2 separate regions of the Sus scrofa genome follow, and region 1 is linked to region 2. Evidence: chromatin contacts called from public Hi-C data. All regions are on one chromosome and are shown on one strand. The core of a region is the stretch at or near the end of the contact, and the rest is flanking DNA. Distances in the headings are between cores, read along the strand shown.

Region 1 (6,348 bases), core at 2,926-5,425, 150 kb after region 2:
GAAGATCCATCAGATTGAGCCAGTTTCTCTGGGAATGATCATGGGAATAAGAATCTGGAAAGATGAGTAGCCGGGTGGGCCCTAATCCACTAGGATCGGTGTTCTTATAAGCAAAGGAAGAGGCATCAGGGATGTGTACCCAAGAGAACAGACCGTGGGTGGAGACAAGAGAGAAGGTGCCACCTGCAAGCTAAGGATAGAGGCCCCAGTAAAAAATAAACCTGGTGACACCTTAATCTTAGGCCTTAATAAATTCCTTTTGTTTGAGCCACCAGTCTGTGGTATTTTGTTTGTTCAGCAGGAGCTGATGGAGACAATAGGTCAGGGATTTTCATTTATTAGCCAAGTAACACAAGGCCTGGGACATACAAAAGCTTTTGCAATGCTTCAAGACCTGAACAAAGAAAATGTATTGGCTCAAAAATGAAAAACAGGGAGTTCCCACTGTGACTCAGCAGAAACAAACCCAAATGATATCCATGAGGGTGAAGGTTTGATCCTTGGCCTCAATCAGTGGGTTAAGGATCTGGCGTTGCCATGAGCTGTGGTCTTAGTCACAGACATGGCTATAGGGTTGAGTGTTGGCTGTGGCTGTGGCTGTGGCTGGCAGCTGCAGCTCTGATTCAACCCCTAGCCTAGGAACTTCCATATGCTTCAGGTGTGACCCTAAAAAGAGAAGGAAAAAAAACACCCTCCCAAGTCAAAATGAATTAATGTTTCATTAAATGTCTACAGAACAATGAGCCAGTGTTGACTTGGTTATATTCCTAGAGACTTTATTCCACAGATTCAAAATGACAACAGAAAATTTTCGAAAGGGAGAGCAAAAAAAATATATTGAATGTGGGGTGGATCTTAATATGTTAATATATTTGACGTCATGTAAATTGAAGGTCTCCAAAAGTAGGGCACCCAGAGGCCACTGGGACCCTGGAGCAGGTACCAAGAACACTGGGACCAAAAGCTGCCACTCATCCCTTCTTTCACATCCCTTTATAAAACTGAGCCTCTTTCTCAAGACAGATGACGTTCACCCAAGATAGTGTTGTTATTTGAATGTATTCACACAAGGTAAGGTGCGTGACTCCTTAGTTCCGTGCTGGACCAGAGCGCACTTCCCAAACTCTTCCACTAGGGGCAGTGCAGAGGAAAAAAATAAATTCAAAAATAAAACCAGTGCCATTCACTCCACAGAGTCCGGGGAGGTGAAGTCTGAGGTGACCAAGTAATATTTTCTTGGACAACTAGTGTTTTACATTAAAAATAACTGTTTCAAACCATTACATTTAGAATGGGTAAGCAATGAGGTCCTACTATAGAGCACAGGGCACTATATCCAGTCTCTCGAGACAGATGATGATGGAAGACAATATAAGAAAGGGAATATATGGAGTTCCCATCGTGGCTTAGTGGTTAACGAATCCGACTAGGAACCATGAGGTTGTGGGTTCGGTCCCTGGCCTTGCTCAGTGGGTTGACGATCCGGCGTTGCCGTGAGCTGTGGTGTAGGTCACAGACGCAGCTCGGATCTGGCATTGCTGTGGCTGTGGCTGTAGCTGGCGGCTGCAGCTCTGATTAGACCCCAGCCTGGGAACCTCCATATGCCACGGGAGCAGTCCTAGAAAAGGCAAAAAAAAAAAAAAAGAAAAAAAGAAAAGAAAGGGAATGTAAATATATGTATGACTGAGTCACTTTGCTCTACAGCAGAAATTGGCACAACATTGTACTTTAATTTAAAAAAAAAAGGAAAAAAATCAGTGAGTATAGGTTGAGATTAGATTTGCCTAAGAATAAAAGATTTAAAAAGAAAAAAAAATGACTGTTTCATTTTCTCCCCCCAACATGCCTATATTTATTTTAATATATATTTTTTTCTTTTTACGGCCACACCTGTGGCCTATGGAGGTTCCCAGGCCAGGGGTCAAATCCGAGATGCAGCTGCCAGCCTATACCACAGCCACAGCAACTCAGGATCCTAGTCGCATCTGCGACCTAGACCACAGCTCGTGGCAATGTGGGATCCTTAAGCCACTGAGCAAGGCCAGGGATTGAACCCGCATCCTCATGGATACTAGTTGGGTTCATTATTGCTGGGCCACAAAGGGAACTCCTGAAAGTAATTTTTGAAACTATTCACCAGTGAGGAGATTGGACACGGCAAGAGTATTGACCACATCTGTGCTGTTATTCACCCCATCCCAGACCTCCCAGGTAGGTGTCACAGTCTGAGACCTATGATGCAATGAACACCCAAACTCTGCCCCTATCCTCGCACCTGCCGTCACAATCACCATAGCCTAACTTGACTTGCTTTCCACATCCGAAGGCTTCCAGCTTTTCACTCCACCATCTCGTTATTCAACCTTCCTCTCTAATCCTTTGATGTCCCTGTCCCTTGCCTGCCTCTCATAGTGTTCATGTTGTCCCCTGTCCAAGAACACACTTCAATCCAAACGCCACCTTTCGGAATCCAGCTGAAATCCACTTTCTCCCATTGGAGTCTTCCTCATATAATCTGACTACTTCACCATATAATCATCTTTCTCTTCTCCAAATTGCTGAGACATTTTCATTGGAACATATGTCTAGCAATTGATTCACAATTGCCATATATTTTGCTCTGATTATTCCAAAGACATACAACTTGTACCCCAAACTAGACTCTGAGCCTCTATGTGGCCGTGGAATTTTGTTTGTTTGTTTGTTTTTACTTTTTTCTTTTTACCCCTGCCGAAAAGATTCCTGAGCCGGACAAACAGTACATGGCAAATGAATTCTTCTTTTCTTATGTGACATATTAATTAATCTCAGTCAGCTTCCAGTTCTATTTAAAGATCCTGACCCTCCTTCTTTTCATTCTTACCAGTTCCCTTCTCTCTCCGATCTCCTGACTCCGTAGGTCAGGAAATACTGGGAAATACAAGATAGGGACGTTTTCACAGGCAGGTGCCCAGAGAAGCCCAGGACCACTCCCTGAGATCTCAGATAACACGAGGCACCTCATTTTGCTCTTAACTGTGTGTGCTTTTCCTTCACAGTGTTTGTCATGGTTTGTGGTTAGGTATCTGTGCACGTGTGTGTGGCATCGTGTAACTGCCTGTCTGGCTCACTAGATTGTAAGCTCTCAGAGGGCAAAGAGGGCATGTGGCTGCGTTGCCCCCTGTGGTATCCTAGGCACAGCATCAAGCCTGGTACATGTGAGGTATTTCATACTCTCCTTGAAAGAATAACGGAGAGTCTGAACAAGGCGCTCTGGCAGGTCCCTCTGTTCCTGTTCCCCCGACTTAAGAAATCTCTTCCTTCTCTTTCAGACGACACAAGATATATAAAGAGCAGCTGAACCTCACTTCCCTGGACCCCCCAGTGCAGTTCCGACTGGAGGCCAGCTGGGTCCAGTTCCACCTGGGAATCAACCGCCATGGACTCTACTCCCGGTCCAGTCCCGTCGTCAGCAAACTTCTCCACGACATGAGGCACTTTCCCACCATCAGTGCTGGTGAGGGTCCCAGGACCAGGCGGGATGGTTTGACTGTCTCCCAGAGAGGCTGGCTAAACCATCTCAGGCTGGACTCCCGGGGGTGGGGGGGGGGAGAGTAAAGGGTTAATCTGACACCCAACAGAATAAGAAGAAAAACGTAGGCATTGATCTTTTCCCCTTTGAAGGAGATTTTAACCACGATCTCATCACGACCCCATAAGGGAGGCATAAGGAGGTGTTCTGTAGCTTAGGGAAAGGGGGTGCTGCCATTCATCAAGTGCTTCTTCAGAACCAGGCAACCCTTTCTTATACAGTGACCCGAGCCATCATCATTGCCATTTTACAGATGGGAAAACTGAGACTCCGAGGGTTTAAGCAACTGGCCGAGGAGCCAATGGTGGCCTGCTGTCTCTAGGTTTGTGCTCTTGAGCACTACGAGAGTCTAAGGGACACACAGAGTGATTCGTAGACACCAACCTAGCATCGATTTCCCAACCAGAGGCTGCTGGAGTGTCCACTGAAAGGCTAGAGGGCATGGGTCCTGGATGGAGCAGCGTGGGAGCCTGCAGACCAGAATGGGGCTCGGGGAGATCCCCTACTGAAGGGTCCAGGGCCCCAGGCTGCCTCACAGCCTCTCTTGGTGTCCGAACCCCAGTCAAGGGCTTTCCGAGGAGCCGGGCTCGACCTTCTCCCTGCTCTTCTCCTCCTTCTCAGATTACAGTCAGGACGAGAAAGCCTTGCTTGGAGCCTGTGACTGCACCCAGAGTAAGTACTCTGGCCCCGCCCAGCCCCTCCCCGGCCCGCCCCCGGCCCGGCCCGGAGCCCGCCCATGCCCCGCCCCTTGGCCCCCGCCTCCACCCACCCCCTCACCATCCCTGCCCTGCAATCCCCAGTACCCGGCATCGACGTGAAGGTCCCGTTGGCCACTCCGTGGGGATCCTGGTCTCCTGGAGGAGAATTGAAAAGCATGACTCCCTCTGCCTAGTCAGTGGGAACCCAACGTTTCTCCCCACCACCTACCTGCACAAAAGAAAAGTCGTTTAAGGGGAGCTCTTGTGTGGGACCCTGCTGCTGCGCGTGGGGTCGCGCGTGGGGTCCCACGGCCCAGCATCATTGGCACCATCGAGGCGCTCCTTAGAAATGTAGAATCCCAGTCCCCACCCTGATTTTCTGAATCAGCAGCTGGATTTTAACAAAATCCTCAAGACGTTGGAGCGCGTCTTCGATTTAAGAAGCAGTGGCACAGGTGTTCTCAGCTCCGCAGCAGGTTAGAGCAGGTTAGAGTCACATGGGGAGCTTTAAAAAGTGCTGCGGCCTTGGCCACCACCTCAGGAGGTTTGAATTCAATTGCCTAGGGTGAGGCTCAGCCATTGGCATTTTAAAAACCCTCCAGGCGATTCTCCCAAAACCAAGGTTGAGACCCACTGGGTTAAAAGATTAACAGAGTAAAATAGCTATAGCACAGTCCCCGCCCAGGGTGACTTGGACACTGAGTCTGTCCCTCGGCCCCTGCCAGTCACTGCCAGCTGTGAGTGGCCTCAGCCATTTGCCTCAGCATACTGAACACAGGTCGGAAATTTTGTGTGTCATGACTTGTTGAAAGATGCAAGCTTGTAGGGCCTGGGGTTTCCCTTTTCTTTGGTTTAGCTCCTGCCTTTTGCCGTTTTATAGAAGGCAAAGGTGAGCGAGGCATTGTGCCAGCCTTCACGTGGCTTATGGCAGGGCCAGGACAGGGCCAGGCCAGTGAGGGGCCCGGGACACATGTCGGGAGGCAACACCCCCTGTCAGGGTCGCCCAAAGAGCAGGTGTCCAGTTTTAAATAGGAAGAGGTATCAATGAACGAGTCTAATGTGATGTCACGTAGTCAGAATCTCTAAGGCGCGGTTGAAGCACAGCGAGGAGAGGTTTGTTCTTAGGAAAACATCCTTTGGGATTTTCAGGGCGTGTCCCTTGGAGATACCTGCATTGTTTGCCCCTTTCCCCTAATAGCACAAAAGGTATTATCTTGAGCCCCTGGACACATCCTCCAGGGCCCGACACGATGGAATGTACACTGCGGGCTTTGAAAGGAAAGCCTCGACTTTAGGGTCTCAAGTAAGAGCCAAGAGAAGACATGAGCTGGGTTTATTGAATGAACCCAGGGTCAGAACCCCCGGCTTGGGCCCAGAAGCCTCGTTAACTCCCCCTTCTCCCCCTACAGTCGTGAAACCCAGTGGGGTCCACCTCAAACTGGTCCTGAGGTTCTCGGACTTCGGGAAGGCCATGTTCAAACCCATGAGGTAAGGGACTGCCTTCCTCCCTCCATCTGCGCCCAGCTGCGCCTGCGCGGGGGAGTCGTGCCCAAACATTAATAAAGCGGTCTAAGTCTTTAAGCCAGTCCTTTACAGACTCTCTCTCGGGCGATCTGCCCAGGCGTGTAACGGCTTGGTTGATAATAATTACAAATGGTAAGAGCCAGGTCTTTGCTGGTAAGCCTACATATTTGGCATGAATTGTGTCTCTGGATTATGCACCATGAGTCAGGTCCTGTGTCTACAGATGAGGAACTGAGGCTGGGGGAGGTCAGCTCGCTGCTGCCTCCCAGCGGCAAGCAGTGGAGCCGGGATTCAAACGCAGGCAGCTGGATCGCTAAATTCACACTCTACCGCATGGTTGAGCCTCACTTTTGTCCAAGGTGGGACCCTCAAAAAGTATCCTAGTATCTTCATAATACTGTTTGTTCTGATTGAAAAACTAGACAATGAAGAAAGGCTACTCGGAAGTCAGTTGCGCTTTTTGTTTGTTTGTTTGTTTGTCTTTATAGGTCTGCACCTACCGCATATGAAGTTCCCAGGCTAAGGAGTAGAATCGGAGCTGCACTTGCCAGTCTA
Region 2 (5,989 bases), core at 2,099-4,598:
AGGAAGACTCACTGGTCTGTGACTTGGGAAGTCCTGCCATGTTGTGTATTTAAGATACTTTTAGGCTTTTCTGGAAAAGTTCCTGCCAATCTGACTGAGTTCCCATCTGTCTCCAGGAATGTGGGCAACTCCAAACACCCTAAAGGGTGTGCTCATTAAACCCAGGATGGCCTTGCCAGCCTTGCTGGCTTTTTTCTTTATCCGGCCATGCCTAAGGGGAAGAGAAGCATCTCCAGGGAGTTAGACCCGAAGCATTTGCAGTGCTCGGGGTGCCCTGTTGCTTTTCTCTTTAGGATCCTGGAAGAAACAAGAAAACAAACCAAAAACCAAAAACACAGGCTCGGAAAGCCCAGGGGGTGTTCTGGGACGAATAAATTTTCCGTTTCATTCCCCCTAAAGTGCTGACTCTCCAAGAGTTCCAGATGGTTCCTGATACTGGGACACCAGAGTTCCTTCTCGCCCAGTTATTCTCCTTCAGACTTGGACTCTTAACACTTGGCTGGCATCGGGGATGAGTCAGGCATCGCACAGAGGGTAAGAGGAGTCCCATCCAAGAGTAGGGCACTGCAGCGCTTTCCCTAAATGAAAATCGTGGTGGTTGCTGGGCCCTGTGAGAATCTGAATTCCCAACTCTCACTATGAAGATCCTCCTGCTCCGTCTTAGAGCTTTCAGTCTTTTCTCACTACCTGCCTGCTTTCATTTCCTGACCCAGTCTTTTCCTTGTTTTGCTTTTTAGGGCCGCACCTGCGGCATATGGAAGTTCCCAGGCTAAGGGTGGAATCGGAGCTGCAGCTGCCAGCCTACACCACAGCCACAGCAATGCCAGATCTGAGCCAAATCTAAGACGTATGCCGCAGCTTGCGGCAATGCTGGATCCTTAACCCACTGAGCAAGGTCAGGGATTGAACCCCCATCCGTAAGGGTTTGTGAGCTGCTGAGCCACAGCGGGAACTTCTGACCCTTAATGCACAACCCCCAACCCCAGCGCAGGCAAACTAAGGAAACAAATTCTAGCAACAGTCAAGTGTATCATTGATGATTTCTCCTTCCCAGCGGACATTTATGGTCAATACAGAACCTAAGGTTTTCTTCATTTCTGCCCTCCTTGGATGTAGCTTCTTTGCCTTATTGATGTGTTTGAAATATTTACAAAATAAAAATAAAAGTTTAGGCGAGGAGAAATAGCGCCCTCTGCAGGGCAAATGAATCTCGGACTTTTATAGACGATTGTTTCCAAGCAAAGAATGTCTTTTTTTTTTTTTTTAATGGAGCAGGCATGCTTTTCTTCTTTTATATTGAGGTTAATGCTGCTGGTGGGCAATACTGTTTCTCCCAATTCATTCAATCCGCATCACAATCTTGTAAGGAAATTGAGGCGGGCACTTAGAGAACTGGCCAGGGCCTCCTGGCCCATCATTTCCAAAGAACAGTAGGTCTCTTTGGGCCCAAACCCATGCTTTTTCACTCCATCTTCCAAAGTGGACACTACAAAGAGTCATGCAGGAGGCACACTGTGACTGGGGGGGGGGGGGAAGCACTGTGTTTTTGCAGCCCTGCTTCTAAATTAGGGTCTATAATTGGCAGTTGATAAAAACTGCACTATAACAAGACTCTCTACCTCTGCTCTTACTCTCCTTCAAGCAATTCAGATAAGCCCTTTCCAAGGAATCTTGCTACAACAAGTCTGTGCTTCTCATAAGCCATAGAATTCAAGCCAAGCCGCTTGACCTCAAATCATGAAGCCCTCTGCATTCTGGCATAAACCTAACACTCCTGGCGTCACTTCCCAAACTCCCAGCCCCACCACTAAGGCAAATGGGAATCTTGCCATTCGCTAAGCGTGCAGTTACACCTTTCTGGCTTTAAGCAAATGCCAAGTATCCTCTTCTTTGCCCTCTTCCCTTCCGTTTCTTTTCAGGATGACTTCAGATACCAAGGGTCCATTCTTGTGGTCCCTGGAACCCTGGAGTCAGATTCCATTCACCCCAGCTCTGCCACCTACCAGCTGGGTGACACTGGACAAATCACATAACCTCTCTGGGGTTCACTGTCCTCAGCTATAACATGAGGATCATATTAGTACCTGCCTCAAAGAGTTGTTGTGAGGATGAAATAAATTACTACATGATACTTAAAACAGTATCTGACACTCTCTACATTTAACTGTTATCAAAAATTTCATCATCTTCATCATCAATTGCTGCTCAGAATTTCTTTGCATCTTTTAGGACCTTAGTGTGTTTGGTGAAAATGTGTCTATTCCATTGTGTGGGGTTTCCTTTCAATATTTTATGTTTCTGTTTTATCGCCCATAGAAAATATTGTATCTGTTTTTATAGATCCTATAGAAATTCAAACAGAATAAGCCTGGATAAGACAGAATCTGCAAAGTTGGTTTCTCCCACGGTGGGCGGCAGAATCTTGACTCAAATGCTACTATAAGCTTGTATTGAGCTAAGGTTTTTGAGCACATGCTTTGCGCCAGGAACTGGGCTAAGTACCCTACTTATAGTTTCTCATTCAATGATCACAATAACCCTATGAGGTGCTGTAATTATACCCATTTTGTAGATAGGAAAACTGAGTCTTGGGGAAGTAGGCTGCACACAGACAAAAAAGTGTCACAGACAATTAAGACACCCATGGAAGTGCCTTCGCAGTTAAAGGCGCAAATACTGCAATCGACTCTGACCTGCCATGCACGAGTTCTCGCGTGAACTCCTGACGCTCCTCTTTAAGACACTAGTCAGACCCCCGGCCAAGAACCTCTGTTTTAGGATCTTCCTTATGTTGCTTCTCCTTATACTCATTCCCTTGGTAACTTTATCTAGGCTCATTTTAAATTTTTATTTATTTATTTATTTTCTTTTTAGGGCCACGCCTGCGGCATGTGGATGTCTGGAGGCTGGGGGTCCAACAGGAGCGGCTGCTGCCGGCCTTCGCCACAGCCACAGCAACCCCAGATCTGAGCTGCATCTGCACCTACACCGCATCTTGTGGCCATGCTGGACCCTTAACCCACTGAGCGAGACCAGGGATCAAACCCACATTCTCATGAAGATTACGTTGAGTTCTTAACTGGCTGAGCCACAAGGGGAGCTCCGATTTCCTTGCTTATAATGCTTACTCTTGGCCTCCTTCTGCTGTAGCATAAGTTCCATGAGGACAAGGATTTTTATATTTCCTATTCCTTGATAAATCCCCCACACAAGAACAGTATTTAACAGAAGCAGATGCTCAATTAATACGGAATGAATAAATAAATCATCAGAGCTGAGATTCAATCCGGGCTGGTCTTAGCAACTATCACTGTGGCGCCCTCTACAGAGGAGACTCGCACAGTCCCTCTGATGTACGGCTAGACTAGAAACCAACATCCCGAAGCCGACATTCCTCGGTAAGAGCATCCTCCATCCACCGACTGTCTTCGCTTAGACATCACAACCGATTTCTTGACGGTATCATCTGGTTCATATTAGGATAGTATGAGGCAGAGAACAGAAACAGGTAAAGCAAGCAGAGTCAGAGGCTGGGCTGGGGGACAATGTGGAGAGAAGGCAAGAGGCACAACAGGGACAAGTCACCAGCGCAGCCCACCTGGCAAGAAGCCCCAGGAAAGAAAGCTTCAAATCGTTTCACCCTGTTTTCTCCGCTGTGTAGAAACGGCTCAAGGATCTGATCTGTTTTGGGACTTGGGGTTAAATTCAAGTCTCGAGGGAGGACGTCATTAACCAGGAGCCCCAAAATGATGATGGAAATCAAAATGGCGAGTTAGAATTTAAGATTTCTAGCGAGTCCTGAGACTCCCATGGCACTGCTGCTTGTTGCAAACGAGAATCAGGTCTCTCCGTGGGCTCCATTTCAGAACAGCTTTTCAAGTAGAGGCTGCAGTACTCGAATGCAACTTAAGGTGGCGCTCTTGCTCTACTCAAAGGAATCAGGCTTCTCTGCTGCGGGCCACGCCTCACAGGTTTTTTAATTCCAAGAAACTCCAGTGACTCAGCCAAGGGAGGAGGAAGCATAAAATATAGACGAAGGATACTGCCTAATGCCCAGTGTACACAAGCTTGCCATCACCACCACCGACACCGAAAATTACTTTTTAGATGTATCCTTTCTTGGGCATCCCATCTTTTTGGTAGGATTTAGCACACACTAGGCAAATAACCACTGGAGCAGTGCCCTAAAACTGCCAGTGTGTAGGAAAAGCCCTAAGAGGGTACCATATGGGTTGAAGGTACCATTTTGTCTTGTTTCTGCCTGCTCCAGCAGAAAGGCCACCTCTCACGGTTTAGGGTTCCTTTCTTTTCAAGTCTTCAGGGCTGTCTTTTGGGGAGGTGAGCCATGATAGCCCCAGGGCAGGGCCTTGGTGCCAGCTTGCGTGTTTGTACATACAGGGCGTGACTCACACGGATTGCACAGGACTTCAGCTGCCCGCAGTTCTGCGGGAACAGAGTCTGTCTGTGCCTGCTGGGCAAACCCCTCAGTTAATCCTGCTGGTGGCCAAGACCATACCCTGTCATTAGGCCATGTATTTGACCACAGAGCTCAAAACATTTTAACGGCATGGGCTTGCTTAATCCTTGTCATCTTCGCCAAGTCTCTGATGCCCTTACATTTCAGGTTTCTGCTTTGCTTTGCGTATGGGGAAACCAGGCCAGAAACGTTGAGCGACCCTGCAGAGGTCATCCCAGGATTCAGAATTAGAATCATGGACACTTGACCTTTAATCAGAGGTGCTGACTTTCCAAATCTCTGCCTTCTTCCTCCCTACAACCCAATTCCCCCCCCCCCCCCCGCCAACAATCCTTTCCTTGTAGATATGGCATTGGTTTGGTTTATTCTTAGAGCATACACGGTCCCACAAGGACACAAATCCATGTCGGATTCTGTAGTTTTAAGCAGAGGCAACAATGTAGAGTTACTGGTATAACCCAAGAGTATGCAGAATCACCTACTTTTCACACTGGAGCCTGACTGCAGAAATAAACACACCGTCTCCTTCTTAGAGATACACAATTCGGCACGGCAGACTAGGAGCCCTGAGACATCCTGTAGGAAATAAATGGTTTAACTCCTTTAACCACATGTTTTCCAAACTTACTGAAACATACATGACTTTTTCCCGGAGTATCTCTCGATTTGCATCATTGGGGTCATCGTCCTTGGAAGAGCCTTTTGGAAATGCTGAATAATAGTATAATCCCTCTGTGTAGCCTAGGGTTGGGTGTGTAGGCAAAGACCTCCACTCGTGGTCCACCTTGCCATGCTGGGGAATTCCAGAGTTCACAGCATTAGTCTTAGAGTGAGTGGGATTTTTGTGGTCACCCACAGCATCCTGATAGTTGACAAAAGCCAAGTCCCATGGCAGTTTTCCGAGCCTGAGATTATAAAACAGAGAGTAGATTAAAAGCTGCTCTCTTCTTCTTTTTTTTTTTTTTTTTTGGCCATGCCTGCAGCATGTGGAAATTCCCAGGCTAGCCGATCAAATCGGAGCTGCAGCTGCTAGCTTATGCCACAGCCATAGCAACGCAGGATCCCAGCCGCCTCTGTGACCTTGTGGCAACCCCAGATCCTTGACCCACTGAGCGAAGCCTGGGATCGAACCTGGAGCCTCACGGACAATATGTCAAGTTCTTAACCTACTAAACCACGGTAGGAGCATCCGCTCTTTCCTACTTCTGATGGGCCCTTTCCCATCCTTTCCAACTCACACAGGCATCTCCACTCAAGGTCACCTTGAGCCCTGTCAGCTATTCCGCCACTGGCATCAGTGGATACCTCCCCTTCCCGATTGTTTGAAAGTGTCCTTCAGCCACCTTCAGTCCTTTGAAAGACAGCTGGATTACCAAAAAATTTAAAAGAAAGAAAGAAAGAAAAGCTCTATTCTTCAGCTCCCTCCCAACCAAAGCCATAACCCTAGGGCAGTAATGCTTTTTTTCTTTAACGATAAAAGCCCCAACGTTCTCCTAGGAACGCACGTGTCAC

The links. A called contact is a pair of places that touch in the nucleus more often than the background predicts.
Region 1: a Hi-C map of retroperitoneal adipose tissue shows a contact between it and region 2, with 2.3 times the contacts expected there. The contact joins two enhancer-like sites. A contact is called at or near these places in 17 of 47 Hi-C or Micro-C datasets (alveolar macrophages, blood, embryonic fibroblasts and 10 more) and 2 of 2 datasets of contacts at active chromatin or transcription factors (alveolar macrophages and skeletal muscle).

What each region holds. Positions count from the first base shown.
Region 1 is chr12:11,640,381-11,646,728 of Sscrofa11.1, forward strand. It overlaps FAM20A (pseudokinase FAM20A), which reads left to right. Exons shown (of 11, transcript XM_021066715.1): 2 at 3,312-3,496; 3 at 4,193-4,243; 4 at 5,679-5,757. Among named protein-coding and RNA genes, the nearest start is that of FAM20A, 37 kb to the left of the region's middle. Within about 2 kb of position 4,176, at least 13 of the 83 cell types and tissues checked have an H3K27ac peak or open chromatin away from gene starts, as enhancers often do. A contact at or near this core is called in retroperitoneal adipose tissue and subcutaneous adipose tissue, where this site is marked.
Region 2 is chr12:11,494,168-11,500,156 of Sscrofa11.1, forward strand. No RefSeq gene overlaps it. Among named protein-coding and RNA genes, the nearest start is that of FAM20A, 110 kb to the right of the region's middle. Within about 2 kb of position 3,349, at least 25 of the 83 cell types and tissues checked have an H3K27ac peak or open chromatin away from gene starts, as enhancers often do. A contact at or near this core is called in retroperitoneal adipose tissue and subcutaneous adipose tissue, where this site is marked.